3 separate regions of the Mus musculus genome follow, and regions 1 and 3 are each linked to region 2. The links are chromatin contacts, called in public HiChIP or PLAC-seq maps. All regions are on one chromosome and are shown on one strand. Each heading gives the region's core, a stretch centred on a gene start, on an enhancer-like site or on the middle of the called end of the contact. The rest is flanking DNA. Distances are from core to core; before and after follow the strand shown.

The links. HiChIP or PLAC-seq counts read pairs in DNA pulled down with a chosen protein or histone mark.
Region 1: an H3K27ac HiChIP or PLAC-seq map of embryonic stem cells shows a contact between it and region 2, with 5 times the contacts expected there. The contact joins the promoter of Tbc1d22a here to the promoter of Ppara in region 2. A contact is called at or near these places in 1 of 39 promoter capture datasets (pre-B cells), 1 of 484 Hi-C or Micro-C datasets (pre-B cells) and 2 of 115 datasets of contacts at active chromatin or transcription factors (embryonic stem cells and large pre-B cells).
Region 3: an H3K4me3 HiChIP or PLAC-seq map of embryonic stem cells shows a contact between it and region 2, with 18 read pairs. The contact joins the enhancer-like site here to the promoter of Ppara in region 2. A contact is called at or near these places in 2 of 39 promoter capture datasets (the C10 cell line and embryonic stem cells), 1 of 484 Hi-C or Micro-C datasets (nephron progenitors) and 3 of 115 datasets of contacts at active chromatin or transcription factors (cardiomyocytes, embryonic hindbrain and embryonic stem cells).

Annotation. Positions count from the first base shown.
Region 1 is chr15:86,212,009-86,216,717 of GRCm38.p6, reverse strand. It overlaps Tbc1d22a (TBC1 domain family, member 22a), which reads right to left and starts at 2,259. Exons shown (of 13, transcript NM_145476.2): 1 at 2,082-2,259. The coding sequence starts at 2,143. It overlaps Gm22818 (a small nuclear RNA gene), which reads left to right and starts at 4,061; the gene lies at 4,061-4,164.
Region 2 is chr15:85,734,202-85,738,848 of GRCm38.p6, reverse strand. Ppara (peroxisome proliferator activated receptor alpha) reads right to left here and starts at 3,073. Exons shown (of 8, transcript NM_011144.6): 1 at 2,753-3,073; 2 at 1,971-2,055.
Region 3 is chr15:86,003,342-86,008,334 of GRCm38.p6, reverse strand. The region is part of intron 1 of Celsr1 (cadherin, EGF LAG seven-pass G-type receptor 1); the gene reads left to right. Among named protein-coding and RNA genes, the nearest start is that of Celsr1, 28 kb to the left of the region's middle. Within about 2 kb of position 2,459, at least 80 of the 459 cell types and tissues checked have an H3K27ac peak or open chromatin away from gene starts, as enhancers often do. A contact at or near this core is called in embryonic stem cells, where this site is marked.

The sequences.
Region 1 (4,709 bases), core at 1,010-3,509, 480 kb before region 2:
GCTGTCTGTGAGGGCCATTTCCCGCCACGTCCAGCTTCTGGTGGTTCCCGGCAATCCCAGTTTTGACTTGTAAACACATCATTGCAATCTCTGCTTCCATCTTTGCATGGTCATGCCCCCTACTTCTGTCTCTCCTCTGTATATGAAGTTCCATGTTCTTACGGGAACCAGAGACTGAATGAGGGCCTCCCCATTGCTCAGTAATGTCTACAGAGATCCTGCTTCCAAGCAAGGTCACGGTCACAGTCACAGTAAAATATTAGGAATGTTACTGTCTAGCCCAGTATGAAGACAAACTACCACACCAGGTATAGTGACTTGTATACTCGGGAGAATGAGGCAGGAGGGTCAGAAGCTCAGGGCCAGCCTGCACTATAAATGAGACCCTAGCTCAAAAAATAAAAAATAAAAAATGCACTATCAAGAGACAGTATTTAATGGAAAGGGTCAATGAATTCTACAACTCCATACAGCAACTCCATTATTTTTAAATCTCAGTTGACTCTTAACAATAAATTACAGCTCATACTTAAGAAGAACTGAGGCCGGGCAGTGGTGGTACCCGCCTTTAATCCCAGCACTTGGGAAGTGGGGGCAGGCTGATTTCTAAGTTCCAGGCTAGCCTGGTCTACAGAGTGAGTTCCAGGACAGGGTTTCTCTGTCTTGGAAAAGGAGGAGGAGGAGGAGGAGGAGGAGGAGGAGGAGGAGGAGGAGGAGGAAGAGGAGGAGGAGGAGGAGGAAGAGGAGGAGGAGAAGGAGAAGGAGAAGGAGAAGGAGAAGGAGAAGGAGAAGGAGAAGGAGAAGGAGGAGAAGAAGAAGAAGAAGAAGAAGGAGGAGGAGGAGGAGGAGGAGGAGGAGGAGGAGGAGGAGGAGGAAGAAGAAGAACTGAGTCTCGAGATGTGAAGGCAACAACAGAAGTCACACTGCCACATGCTTCTGTTTATCTGGCACTAGGCTCAACGTGTTTATCCCTGTCACAGTAGGACCTTCTACTCATCATAAACTATAATAATAGCTTTTATAAAAGTTCTTAACTATTCAAGCAAGCCCAGTCCAGGTCCTGTAAAAAATACAGTGTCTGGGTACCTCTGAGGACTTCCTCCATCTCCCAAGTCACTGTGGCCCAGCAGTCAGTAACCCGTGCCAAGCCCCAGCCACTTTGAAAAGCACATTTTGTGGTTGAATACAGTGGATATCCGAGTTTACAAATTTAACATTCACACAATGGTGTCTCTTAGGAAGCACAGGAAGACAGACCATTTTCCGAGCTCACGAATGGTTCTACTTAAGTTACCTCAATGTCAAAACCTTCAGGACTGGAGAGGTGGCTAATGTTAGAATCTTAAATTTCATATCTGAGACTTTGGCTAGAAAACAGAATAAACTATGTTTGAAATCTTGTGATGGAGTTTTCTGAAATACATTTCCGGGTACTGTCTCTTCACTCCCTAAGACCTAGAGAGGCATCAGGCCACATAACCAATCACAGAAGGACTTTGGAGCTCGATAGCTTCCAGACTGCACCCAGGTGTTTTTATTATTATTCTGTGTTTCCTGTTGCTGTCAAAAGACCGGTGTCCAGAGGCCAGAAGGTGGGACCACAGAAATTCACAAGGCGCTTCCACGCTCAAAGGAAAAGCATCAGCCCACATGTGACAGACGAAAACCCAAGTGCTCAAACCACTATGCACCCCGAAGAGACCGACCTCCCCTGCAGGCACTGCCTCTCCCTGGCCAGTTTCCTGACTCAACCAAACTCTCCAGGGCATGACCTGGGTCAGTTTCTTCCAGCTTCCCCAGGGAGTCATGGAGTTTCGCAGGAGAGAACCTGCCTGCCAGGCTCTGGAAGCACTTGGGGCAGCTCCTCGTCCTCCTTGCTCATTGGTACGGCCACTGTCACCTTTCATTTCCCACACGCCCACTGCCGACCCCGACTCCCCTAGCCCCTCACATAGCCCAACAGTCTCCTAGGAGCCAGGTTCTCCTCCCCAGACTCCTACGCCACCCGCACTGCAACGGGACAGCACGGCCACCTGACCTCTGACCCCTGACCCCGACCGGGTCCTCCCCGTCACACCCACCTGCCCGGGACCTTGCTGTTGCTGCGCTTCCAGAACTGCTTCCTGGCCCCGTCGCTGGCCATGGCCGCTCCTCATCCCTCAGATCCGCAACCCTGACACCCGAGAGCGGTCGGCCACACCTCCAGCGGCCCTCTCCTGTGCCCCGGCGGCCCCCTCAGAGACACCAGGACTCCGAAGCGTAGAGCCGAGAGGCGCTTCCGCCTCCGTCCGGAAGTTGTGACTCGGCGATTCCGGAAGTCCCGCCTTCGTTTCGGGCAGTGCTTGACGCCATGAGAAGGCGACGCTGGGATATGTGCGTGGCTGTAGCGCAGGGAGGAAAGCGGAGTCTGCGAGCTGCGTATGTTCTGGCGGCGCTGAGAGCGCTCGGGTCGAGCGGCACGGACTGAGGTCTCTGGATCCCGGCCTCTGATCCCCGGCCATGAACTCCGGAGCCGCGTGCGTCTGGGGTCCGAGTCGGTCTTATTTGCTCGCAGCCAACCAGCAAGTACCGAGAACCAGAAGGAGCACAGGCAGATCGGGACCCTGCTGCGGGCGGACAGGCGAGCGGGAGGATGGAGAGCTTCTCCCGCTGTAGTGTGGTCCAAGCCTCATCGCCAGGGCATTGACCCCGGATCAGTAAACACTGCACAGTGAGGTGAAGGAAGCGACTTCCACCGGAGCACATCTGAAGCGATGGCGGGGATCTGCCTGGGCTTCAGCTGAAAAACGAATAGGCACGGAGACACGAAGACTTCATCTTGCCGGCGCTTGCGTGCTTCCAAGACCGCAGTAAAGTGTGCTTAATTGTAAGATACATTCAAGATCCAAAAATCTTAATACGGAAATGTTAATTATAAGTTTACATTAAATGATACTTTATATATATTGGGTTCTGTAGAATATATTGTTATGTTTACTTTCACTTTTTGCTGTGTAGTGTAGCTACTTGAAATTACTTACGTGATTGGTGTAAAATTTCTATGATCTTAGACTCAAGGGTGAGAGGCTGGCATCTCAGGCCGGAGCTTTAGTGAAACACTGGTAATGCCAACTTGTGGCCTTTACTACTGAGAAACATATTCACGACAGCTGTCTCGTGCACTTTTTCTGCTTTTGATATGGTCTTCCTGTTTAACCCAGGCCCTGACTATATTCTCAAGACCCAGACTTCTAGACATATTGAAAGTGGTGTTGGGTTAGCACATGGTGGATGCAAGAAATCACACTAAAGAACCTTATATAGCTTAGCCCAGTTGTATGCCAGACTTATCCTCAGTACTCAGAGCAGGGTCAATGGCCTAGAGCCCTGTATCTCAACTTTGTTCCCATTCTTTAAGAGTAAAGCCTTCTGCAGCTCCTTTTAGACTGCAGCAGCTACCTGACTCCACTTTGACTCTGCAGAAAGGGGTGGCACCTGTTCCTCTTCATTTCCTGCACAGCCGGAGCCTTAGGAACTGAAATAGTACATCCCAAATGTTTGCTGTCTGGATGACAATACCGGGCTCTCTAGGAATCCCTTTTGACACAAGCATAGAAACTTCAGGAAATACCAGGGACAATGTCAACAGGTCCTAGGTGACCCCTTCAGGCACAACTTATGGAACATAGCCTTGGCTTCTCCTTGGAATCCTACTTCTAATAATCCTTAGAATTTGAGAGACCTAGCAAAACTAAGATTAATAATCATGTCCTAGCACTGCCTCGAGAGCTCTTTGAAATAAAACTTTAGTGGTACATAGCTATGGCCCAGCTTCTCAAGAGGGAGGCAGGAGAATGGAAATTAAAAATTGGGTGCTATGGGGCTGGTGAGATGGCTCAGTGGGTAAGAGCACCCGACTGCTCTTCTGAAGGTCCGAAGTTCAAATCCCAGCAACCACATGGTGGCTCACAACCACCCGTAATGAGATCTGATGCCCTCTTCTGGTGTGTCTGAAGACAGCTACAGTGTACTTACATATAATAAATAAATAAATCTAAAAAAAAAAAAAAAAAAAAATTGGGTGCTCACTTCAGTGGTATACCTACTAAAATTGGAATAATACAGAGATTAGCATGGTCCTTACAAAAGGATGACACACAAACCGGTAATATGTTCGTGTGTGTGTGTGTGTGTGTGTGTGTGTGTGTGTGTGTGTGTGTGTGTTAGGCAGCAGCCAGTAGTCAACCCTAGATGTCTATGTAGACATGGTGGGAAATGGCCCTCACAGACAGCACAATCTGCTGACATCTTGGTTTCAGGACCCAAAAAGGGGAAACATTTCCACCTCCTTAGGCTACTACGGATGTCACAGGAAACTGACACAGTCCCAGTCTCTTCGGTGTGACCCCACATTACCAAAGCCAGCCTTCTTTCCTCTCGGCTTTCTTGCTGGGTTGCATATCAGGCACTTTTGAGAGCAGCTCCCATGTTACAGAGCTGATGAGGAGTCCTGTGACCTGCTGGAGGATGCTGCTGAGGACTGCACAGGGGAGAGGCAGGGCGCTGATGAGAGCCTGTGCAGCCTCTGTGCTGCGTGCAAGTCCTGTAGCCCTCCCCCAGGGTAGTGTTTCTGGTTTTGGTGACAGTCTGGAAGTCTCCCTGAAGGAGAGTGTGCAGAGGTGTGCCCCATTCCTTCCTGAGTTGTTCAGTGTAGGTTTGTCTCACCTACA
Region 2 (4,647 bases), core at 1,824-4,323:
ATTATTTGCTTTATTTTTTTAAGAGAGGGTTTCATTGTGTAACACTGGCCAGCCCAAAACTCTGTGTGTAGACCAAGCTGGACTTGAACTCATAGAGAACCTCCTGCCTCTGTCTCCTGAGTATAAGGATTAAAAGAACGTATCACTGTGCCTGGCTATTGATTTGTTTTTGAGACCAGGTTCCATGTAGCCTGGCACAGCCTCAAACTTATCATATGCTTTTGTCTTTCCTGCCTCTGTCTCCCCAGTCCTGGGATTATGAGCATGGGCCCCAGCGCACCTGGTTTATGAGGCGCTGAGGATCAAACCAATAGCCTTGTGCATGCCAGGCAAGCACTCCTCCAACTGAACTAGAGCCCTAGCCTTCAACTAACTTACTTTCTTTCTTTCTTTCTTTCTTTCTTTCTTTCTTTCTTTCTTTCTTTCTTTCTTTCTTCCTTTCTTCCTTTCTTCCTTTCTTCCTTTCTTCCTTTCTTCCTTTCTTCCTTTCTTCCTTTCTTCCTTTCTTCCTTTCTTCCTTTCTTCCTTTCTTCCTTTCTTCCTTTCTTCCTTTCTTCCTTTCTTTCTTTCTTTCTTTCTTTCTTTCTTTCTTTCTTTCTTTCTTTCTTTCTTTCTTCCTTCCTTCCTTCCTTCCTTCCTTCTTTTCTTCCTTTCTTCCTTTCTTTTTTCTCCTTCCTTCCTTCCTTCCTTCCTTCCTTCCTTCCTTCCTTCCTTCCTTCCTTCCTTCCTTCCTTCCTTTCTTGCTTTCTTTCTTCTCCCCCCCCCCCAGACAGGGTTTCTCTGTGTAGCCCTAGCTATTGGGGAACTAACTCACTCTGTAGACCAGGCTGGCCTCCAATTCAGAGATACACCTGCTTCTGCCTCCTGAGTGCTGGGATTAAAGGCGTGTGCCTCCACCATCTGGCTTCAAGTTTCTTATAATTCTAGCATGGAACTCAGTCTCATGAGCAAGTCCATGGCTGTCTTGTTTATGGGTGGCTCAGTAGCCCCCACCCCAGGAAGCTATGCAATAAGCATGAGTTATATACTAACGTATGTCTATATATGCATTGGCTAAATACTATATCTAAACCTAGTGAGTTATTAGACAGGCAGTTGAAGCAAAAATACATTGTTTTTTACATTCACATGGAAATATTTTTCTCAACTTAATAGTTAATAAAACAAAATAGAAACATGCTTTCTCTTCTCTCATTCTCTTCCCACCCTTTACACACATACACATAGCATACACACCTAGACACATACACACATACAAACACACATTGATACATGCACACACATATACACACATAAACTCTGTTTATAGGCTTGACAAACATAAGTTAAAAAGAACTACTTCAGCTTTCAGTACTTGGGAGCCTGAGGTGGGAATATAAAGAATTCAAGGCTAGCTAGCCTCTGCTACATAGCAAGTTCCAGGCTAGCATGGGTTACATCGCAGGCTCCTACCCTCCTGACAAACTATGAGTCTGGAGTGTTTCCATGCATGTTTAAGAGGTTGGAAAGGAGACACTTTGCTTTCCACTCTCAGTTCATGTCCCACTGGCTCTGGATTTTCATATGGTCACCAAGTCATACCCTTCTAGCTGCTTCTTGGGGGCCATCCCTGCCTGGCTAATGATGAAACTAACCGACTACTTCATTGAATTGATATGAAGACAGCCAAGAGACGGTCTTATGAGCCAGTTTATAAGCCAGTCAAGTAACACCATTTCTAACGCAATACCACCTTTTTAAACTACGCCGACGCAGCCTGCCATAAAGAAATGCGGTTCCCATGAAGCAAACGCACTTTCCCAGAACTGAAACATGGACTACCCATTTACCTGGCTTCCTGAGCCCTGAAAAGACATTTACTATTCCACCACAAAATAACCACTATCCAAGCCCTGTTGCTAGTCTGAAGTGCAACCAAAGACAGCGTTTACAATATTCCAGTCTGGAAGCCGTCCATTAATCCTCTTTACCTGTGATGACAACGTCTTGTTCCCGAACTTGACCAGCCACAAACGTCAGTTCACAGGGAAGGCAGGGCCTTGAACTTCAACTTGGCTGTAGAACGTTAAAGAAGGAACCGGTTACAATATGTTCTCTGGATCTCCCCCAACTCTCCACCACCTTGGGAAAGTCACTGTGACCCTGTTGCCTGCAACCACTACAGTGTCCCAGGGTCGCCCAAGAAAGTTCCGTGCTCCTCCCCCAAGGAGCCTTTCTGCTTTCCTTAGAGGAAGGGAGTAGGTTGGGGTTGGGGGCCCGTGAGCACCCCAGTGGCAGAGTGCCCCCAAAGACATTATATACCACCGTAGATTTTCTTTAGTATCTGAACATTCTCTCCTTTAAATTAAAAAAAAAAAAGTTTGGGAAAAGGAGAGGTGCAGTTATTTCAGGCTAGTTGGAGTGGATATTGGGGCAGAGTCACCCTCCGGACTAGCACACGGGCACTCCCGGCTCCCTTTACCCATATCAGGCCAGCCGCGCAGCCACTGCACAGAGGAGACTAAAGCTGGCCCCACACAGGACCCGCTGTGGCACTGGCCTCTGGAGGGCAGAGACATAGGGTAACTTTGGCATCGTCTCTACCCTACTGTTGGGGCCAACATCGCCCCACTACGATCAGGAGCAATGAGGAAACTAGTGTTCAAAGAGGGTCCGCTGCTGTTGACTCAAACCCACCGGCAGCGTTTCTCAGGTCCCCAGCAAAGCCTAGGCTGTGACCCCAGAATCAGTCTGTCAGGGAGCCTCCAGTTACCTCTCCTCTAAGTTCCCCGAGGGTCTCAGGAAACGCCTCCCGGTGAGATACGCCCAAATGCACCACGCCGTGAGAAGGGAGCGCCCCGATGTCCCCGCCCGTGTGCCCTCCCCTCCAGGGGACAACCAGAGGACCCAGCGTCGCTCCAGTTCCAGGACTCCACGAACCCTCCAGCCCCCAAAACAGCTGCGAACACCAATGTTCGGAGCCGGCGCACGGCGCTCCAGGGGACTCGAAGTGGCGGACAGTTCCGCGGGCCCTGAAAACTCGCACGCGTGTGCCCTTCCTAGCGTGTGCCCTCTCCAGTGGCTGTGGGTCTCCAGACCCGCGCCCCTAGTCCGCGCGCATGCGCCACCGAGCCCCTCCCCTCCCTGTCCACCCACCTCACTGTCCCGGGACAGGGGACGCCTGGCTCCCCGCCCTCGCGCGTGCCCTCCAGCCCCTGGGCACCTGAGGCTGCACTCCGCCTGCGGGTCCGCAGGGCCAAGCGCGCCCAGGAGGAGGCGCCAGGAGGGGCGTAAGCGGCTGCCTCCGCCCCCGTCACCCCTGTCGTGGGACCGTAGCGTCCGGGGCCCCGGCCCGGCACCGCCTACGCGCGCCCGTGCCAGCCGCGCCCCCACGACACGCGCCGCCCCTCGGACGTCCCCTGCGGGGTCCCGCGGCGAGGTGACCGCCCCGGAAACTCCGCCCCCTAGGCCCGGGCCCCGGCTCAGGGCGAGACACACCCCCTGGACGGCAGTGTCTGATTGGCTGCTGCGGGGGAGGGCGGGGCCTAAGAGGCCCGGGGCAGCTCTCCTCGATGCCCATTTAGTGCCTCGGGGCCCGGGCATCCGTTGGTAAACTGAGGCGGGTTAGGTGAAGGGACTGCCCAAGGTCACCCGACGGGGGAGAACAGTCGGTGGGAAGGGTGCGCCTTGGCGCGCACTCCCTCCTGCTCCCAGCCCCGCGCACCGGCCAGGACTGAAGTTCAAGGCTGCGGGTCTGGGTTGAGCTTTCCTCCGGGTGCCCTCGTTGAGCTGGTCTAGATCGCACAGCTTGTTCCCCGAGTCCCGGGAGTTCGTGGGGAGGTGGACGGACAGGCGGAATCTGATCTTTAGAGTCCCAGGATGAGAAATGGGGAGAAAGGAAGAGCGAGCTGGGGCACGCGGCAACAGGTGGCCAAGGTGCCAGGGTGGGTGTGGCGGGCGGGGAAGGCAGAGGCTGAAGGGCATCGAGGACGGTCGCAGGGAGGCGCGGCCGCTCTGACCCACCCTCCGCCTCTGCCCCGCCCCGGGCTGTGGCCCCTCTGCATACGCTTCAGGGGTTGAGGGGCTGACTGTGTCCAGCTCAGGCACTGGGGCTCTGCCAACTGACAGCGCAGGCGGGAGGCTGCAACTGGGAGCAGGCTGCGACCCAGAGCAGCCGCTTTGCTTGTGTCGTCCTTGGATCTTCAGTCACGGAATGCACATGCCCCCCGAGGTGCCAACGCCCCAGGACGCCGCTCCTTTGGGAACGAAATGTGTGCTATGCCAGCCCTCCTGTCTGTCCTCACGCTGGGCCTGCCACTATGCTATTTGTGGCGATGAGCGCCCAGGAGAGCCTACTAGGGAAAGGAAACTTTCAGCGCACATCTCCTTACCCTGGGAACTGGAGACCAGACCCTACAGGCACATTCAGGGACGTCTTTTAAACCCACCTTTGCTGATCAGCCTCATACCTGTGGTGAACTCTGCCCCACCTGCCAGACACCCACAGAACATTCCCTACTTGCCTACTGGCAAGCTCGCCTTTTCTTGCACGCAGTGGCCAGGAAATAGCTACTATTTGTATTATGCTTCGAAGCTTGCAAAACTGAGACCCTGGAGATGGTTGAATGGGTAAAGGTGCTTGCTACCAAGCCTGATGACCTGGATTCC
Region 3 (4,993 bases), core at 1,210-3,709, 270 kb before region 2:
ATCTCTCTAGCTCCTGTTTCCTTATTTTAAGCATCAGGCTCAGCCTCTGGCCACTGACTTCTTGTGGGTTCTCATGGTTCCTTGGGCTGGGGTTAATTTGATTGTTTCCTTTGGGCCTCAGTAGCCTGCAGTAGTCTTGAGGACAAACCCATAAGGGATGGAGGTAGATGAGACTTAGGCTCATCTCTTGCCCACACTGACTTTGCTGAGGAAGCAGAAGCCAGGGATGGAGAGAGGGCTCCGTTGTTTGGAGCTCTTACAGGCCTTGAGCTTGCTTCCCAGTTCCCTAGGCTACAGGCTCACACCCACCTAGAACTCCAGCTCCAGGGGGATCCCACACATCCACAGGCACCTGCTGCATCTAACTCCCCGTGCACATAATTAAAACGACAAGTCTAAGTAAAATGAAAGACAAACACAAGCGCACTCAGTCGCACCTCCCATCCTGCATGGCTTCTGCCAAGAAAGTGAAAGCAGGAAGCAACCAGCTCTCTGGGCCGTAGCACAGACAGTGAAAGTGTAGCAGGGTAACTTGACACCCCTGACAGGTTGGATTCCTGAGTGCTGGCTGTTCCCAGGGAGTCAGGCTCATAGCCTGCCAGCTCTTAGATCCCATTCCCTCAGTATGGTATTGCTATGGTGAGACCCTCTACCCATAATGACAGAGGCCCTGGAGCTGATGGGACAGAACTGAAGGTAGATAAGAAAGTGAGTCTTCCAGGGATAGACTTCGAGATGCTAACAGAGTACAGTAGGACTCAAGTCCCCAGGAGGACCCACTCCTCAGGTGTAGCCACTTATCCCCAATGAAGCTGAGATCACTTATCTAAAGTGTTTCTAATTTCAGAATATTCCAGATTCAGGAGTAGTTGCGAAGTCTTACTTGGTTGAACATCTCTGATCTCTCAGCCTCTAAAAATTCAAACTGCTTCAAAATCTAAAACGTTGGGAGTCCCAGCACTACATTCAAATGCTTGGGTTTTGGAACATTCTGGACTTTGGATGTTTGGATGAGGAATGTCCAACCTATATACTGCCTCTTTGGGAGTGTGCATTCTTTAAAAGGTGACACTTGTTTGTAACTTAAAGTTAGTGGAGCAAAAGTCAGAGGGGCTGGGGATCATAAAGCTGTGACGAGGGTCTGTCATTCATCTGGGACCCTCTGGTTGATAATGGGATAGTAGGAAAGAAGTCCTCCATGATTCTCGTCTGAGGTGCTCAAATGTCAGAAGTGATGTGATTTAAAAACACACTTGGGGCCTGAGAGATGGCTTAGCAGATAAGAATAGTGGCTGTTCTTGGAGAAGACCTAGGCTCTATTCCAAGAACCTACCTGGTAGCACTGATAGATATTCAGGCAAAAGCTCCCATCCATGTAAAATAAAAATACATTAAAAACCAAAAAAAAAAAAACCAAAACAAAAACAAAAAATAAACAAACAAACAAAAAACCAGCCAGGCAGTGGTGGTGCACACCTTTAATCCCAACACTTGGGAGGCAGAGGCAGGTGGATCTCCTATGAGTTCAGAGCTAGCCTAGTCTACATAGTGAGTTCTAGGCCAGTCAGGGCTATATTAGACCCCCCCTTCTAAACAAACAAACAAACCAATAAATCAAAAAACAGTTTTAGGCCAGCCATTTTATCAGCAGGTAAGGACACTATCCTTAGTTTGATCCTTGGGATCTACATGGTGGAAGGAGAGAACTGACTCGCAAGTTCTCTTCTGACCTCCACATATATGCAGTAGCACACACGCACACACTAAGTAGATAAATAAACAAGTAAGTAAATGATAAATAAACAAGTAAATAAATGGATTAAATAAATACATAAATAAATAAATGTACATAATGGAAACTAATATTTTGGTGTTACTATTGGAAGATCTTAAACACAGTGACTGTAGCTATGTGTCATGTAGACAAACTGGCCCATTTCCAGCGCCTGCTGGCCAGCATCGTTTGGTGCTCACAGGCCAGGTCCATCTATATATAGAATGTGAGGTTGTGTGTGCAGTAGGTACGGTTTAGGTAAAAGGCCAGTGCTGGCTGCCAGGCTGATTTCTACTTGTAGAGAGACAGGGTTGCGGAGACATGGTGACTTTCATTGGAGACATGGTGACTTTCATTGTGAGCTGCTGCTGACAGGGAGACCAGATAGCTGTTACAAAGTACACTTGCAAAAAAATGGCCTCTGACAGAGGCCTGCTGAGACATTGTTGTAAATTCTCTAGAAGATCAAAAAACACAGGTGTGGGCCAGCACTGGCCTGTGTTCCTTTGTGACAAGTTATGGGTGTCATTTACGCCCCCTTTAGAAGTTTCTGAAGCCCCTGTCATTTTGCTACTGGCCTTTGTGCTGGCTCCCATTCAGGACTCCGGTCATCTGAATAAGCACAGAAGCTCTGTCATTGTCCCTGGGGTTACCCATCAACCATTTATCGCCAGCACCGGGCTGCCTGTTTCCATGGTTACCGCCACTGTTGTTAATGGAATCTGAGGCTTGGGGGCAGGGGGCCGTCAGCAGCTCCTTGTGAAAGGTCATCTACTGCATCTATACCAGGCTTTGCTGGGTCCCTGGCCTGGGAGCCCAGCTTTTAAGAGACCACTGGGTTGGGAAGGCACTGTGTGGGCTACGAGGTTAGGTCACTGTGCTTTGGCTCTGATTTGGGGGGAGATAGGTGTTTAGAGACAGAGGGAGGCCACAGCTTGACCATAATCATGCCAGAGGCTGGTAGGTTTGGAAGAGAAGAGGAGCCATGGTTTTGGGGAGTGTTTTTTGCTTGTTTGTTTGTTTGTTTGTTTTTAGGAAGGATTTTTTTTTTTTAAAGGCAGTAGGGAGGTTTTAAGCCTTGGATGTCTGAAGGATCCAGAGGAAGCTGGCTGAGCCCAGCTGCCAGCAAGGCACCTGATGCTTGCAGTCTTACAGTCAAAGGATGCTGGGAATGACCCAAAGTTGGTGGGAATGGGGGTGAGGGTGGAGATGGGAGCTGTCTTGACATGTCATAGCTGCAGTCAGCACCGGCTACCTGGCTCAGGGTGGAAGTCAATGGAGGTTTAGGCTGTGTTCTTTCTACCTCAGGTATTTCTTTGTATTATAACAAAGTAACTTTCCTTGGGAGGAAGGCCTCTGCTTACCTAAGCCACAGTTGTTTTGTTTTGTTTGTTTGTTTGTTTGTTTGTTTGTTTCGAGACAGGGTTTCTCTGTATAGCTCCGGCTGTCCTGGAACTCACTTTGTAGACCAGGCTGGCCTCGAACTCAGAAATCTGCCTGCCTCTGCCTCCCAAGTGCTGGAATTAAAGGAGTACGCCACCACCGTCCGGCTTTTTTTTTTTTTTTTTTTTTGAGGATGCATGTGTAGACTTTCACTTGGTGCTCTGTGGGCACATCGTGTTTAGATTTGAATCAAATCACCTAATTGTCTTCTGAAAACGCTTCGCTAACTGCCATTCTCCTTGCGGTTAGTTAAGCGTATCCATATAACCTCCCCAGCATGTCAGTTGGTGAACGGCACTTCCCCACGTGTCTCTGCATGCCTCAGGTGGGGCTGCTTTTCAGCCCTGTTTCCTCTGAGGTTAGCTGACTCCAACCTTGCTTTTCTTTGACCACTTGGGTTTGGGGGTTAACTACTGAACTGGAGGTTGTCACCCTCTCCAGCGTCCCTCTGTTGTTCTTAAGGTCTCTTGGCACCATGCCGACTCCTTCCCTTATGAGTTAACTTAAGAGCATGGATGGAGAGTGACAATCCAGGTGCTGTAAATTCTGTGGAAAGCCTTACCCCCCCCCCCCCCACCTCCCAATCTCTTCCTAAAATGCCACCTTTATCACAGACTGAAGATATCACAGACTTTACCACAGGCACTGAAGACATCTCACGGAGGTGTTTCTTGCCACTCCATGGAGCCATGATGATCTGCTGCTGTTCACATTCCAGCAGATTTGAGAAGCACTGGAGTGCATTCCCTGGCCTCCCTGTGCCCTGCTCTGTTGTTCTCTGGCTAGTCAGTCCTGTGGTTGCTTTCTATAAGCACTTGTAAAACTGGATTCAGAACCCCCCCTGGAGACTTCTGGGAAAACAGCATTGGATTTAGGAATCACGTGGGTAGCGGCTGGAAGAGTAAGTGCCCAGCCCAAGACAAGCCCAGAACTTGAATGAGACTTTTTTTTTTTTTTTTTTTTTTGGAAAAGAGATCTTTGAAGATGGGTTTAAGCTGAGGATCTGTAGGGGAGATCATCCCAGAGGAGGGTGGGCCCTAAGTCCAGTGGCTTCTTAAAGCAGCGGTTCTCAACCTTCCCAATGCTGTGGCCCTTTAATACAGTTCCTCATGTTGTGGTGGCCCCCAACCATACAATTATTTTTGTTGCTACATCATAACTCAGGACCCTTCTGCCATAGCCCTCCTAGTACTGGGATCACAGGCATGTGCTGTCACACAGGCCAAGAGCTCCCTCCTGCCCGGAGACTATCGATACTAGTTGTCAGTGATGAGTAAGATCATGTGTGATACCTCAAGAAAAATTAAGCTATTTCTTTGGTCAATATTTCTTTAACTCTTACGTTTGCCAGACTTTTAACCGAATCTCAAGATCACTGGGGTTGGATTGGAAGTTTCAGCCAAGGCAGTAAGACAATAAAAAATTAGATGTAAATTTTGGAAAGAAGAATACTATTCTCCCCCCACCCCACCCCTCACAGATGGTACAGTGTGTTACTAGTGGTTGAGGGTGGGCTGGGCATTTCCAGGTTTTGGTCTGATTCCAGGATAAAGTAAAGGCACAGGTGGAATGCAATGTTTTGAGATTTCTAGGAAGCCCTGAGTGAGCAAAGTCCCGAGAGTATGTGTAGAGTTGACACAAGGCACCAGCCAGTGAAGGCCTGCATAACCTCAGACCCATGGGAAAATGGCAAAGCCTTCCTTCCATCCCAGAGTCTGAGGCTCAGAGGGATGGTAAAGCCTTGCTCTGGTCCACGGGTGGATGTTGACAGGGTGT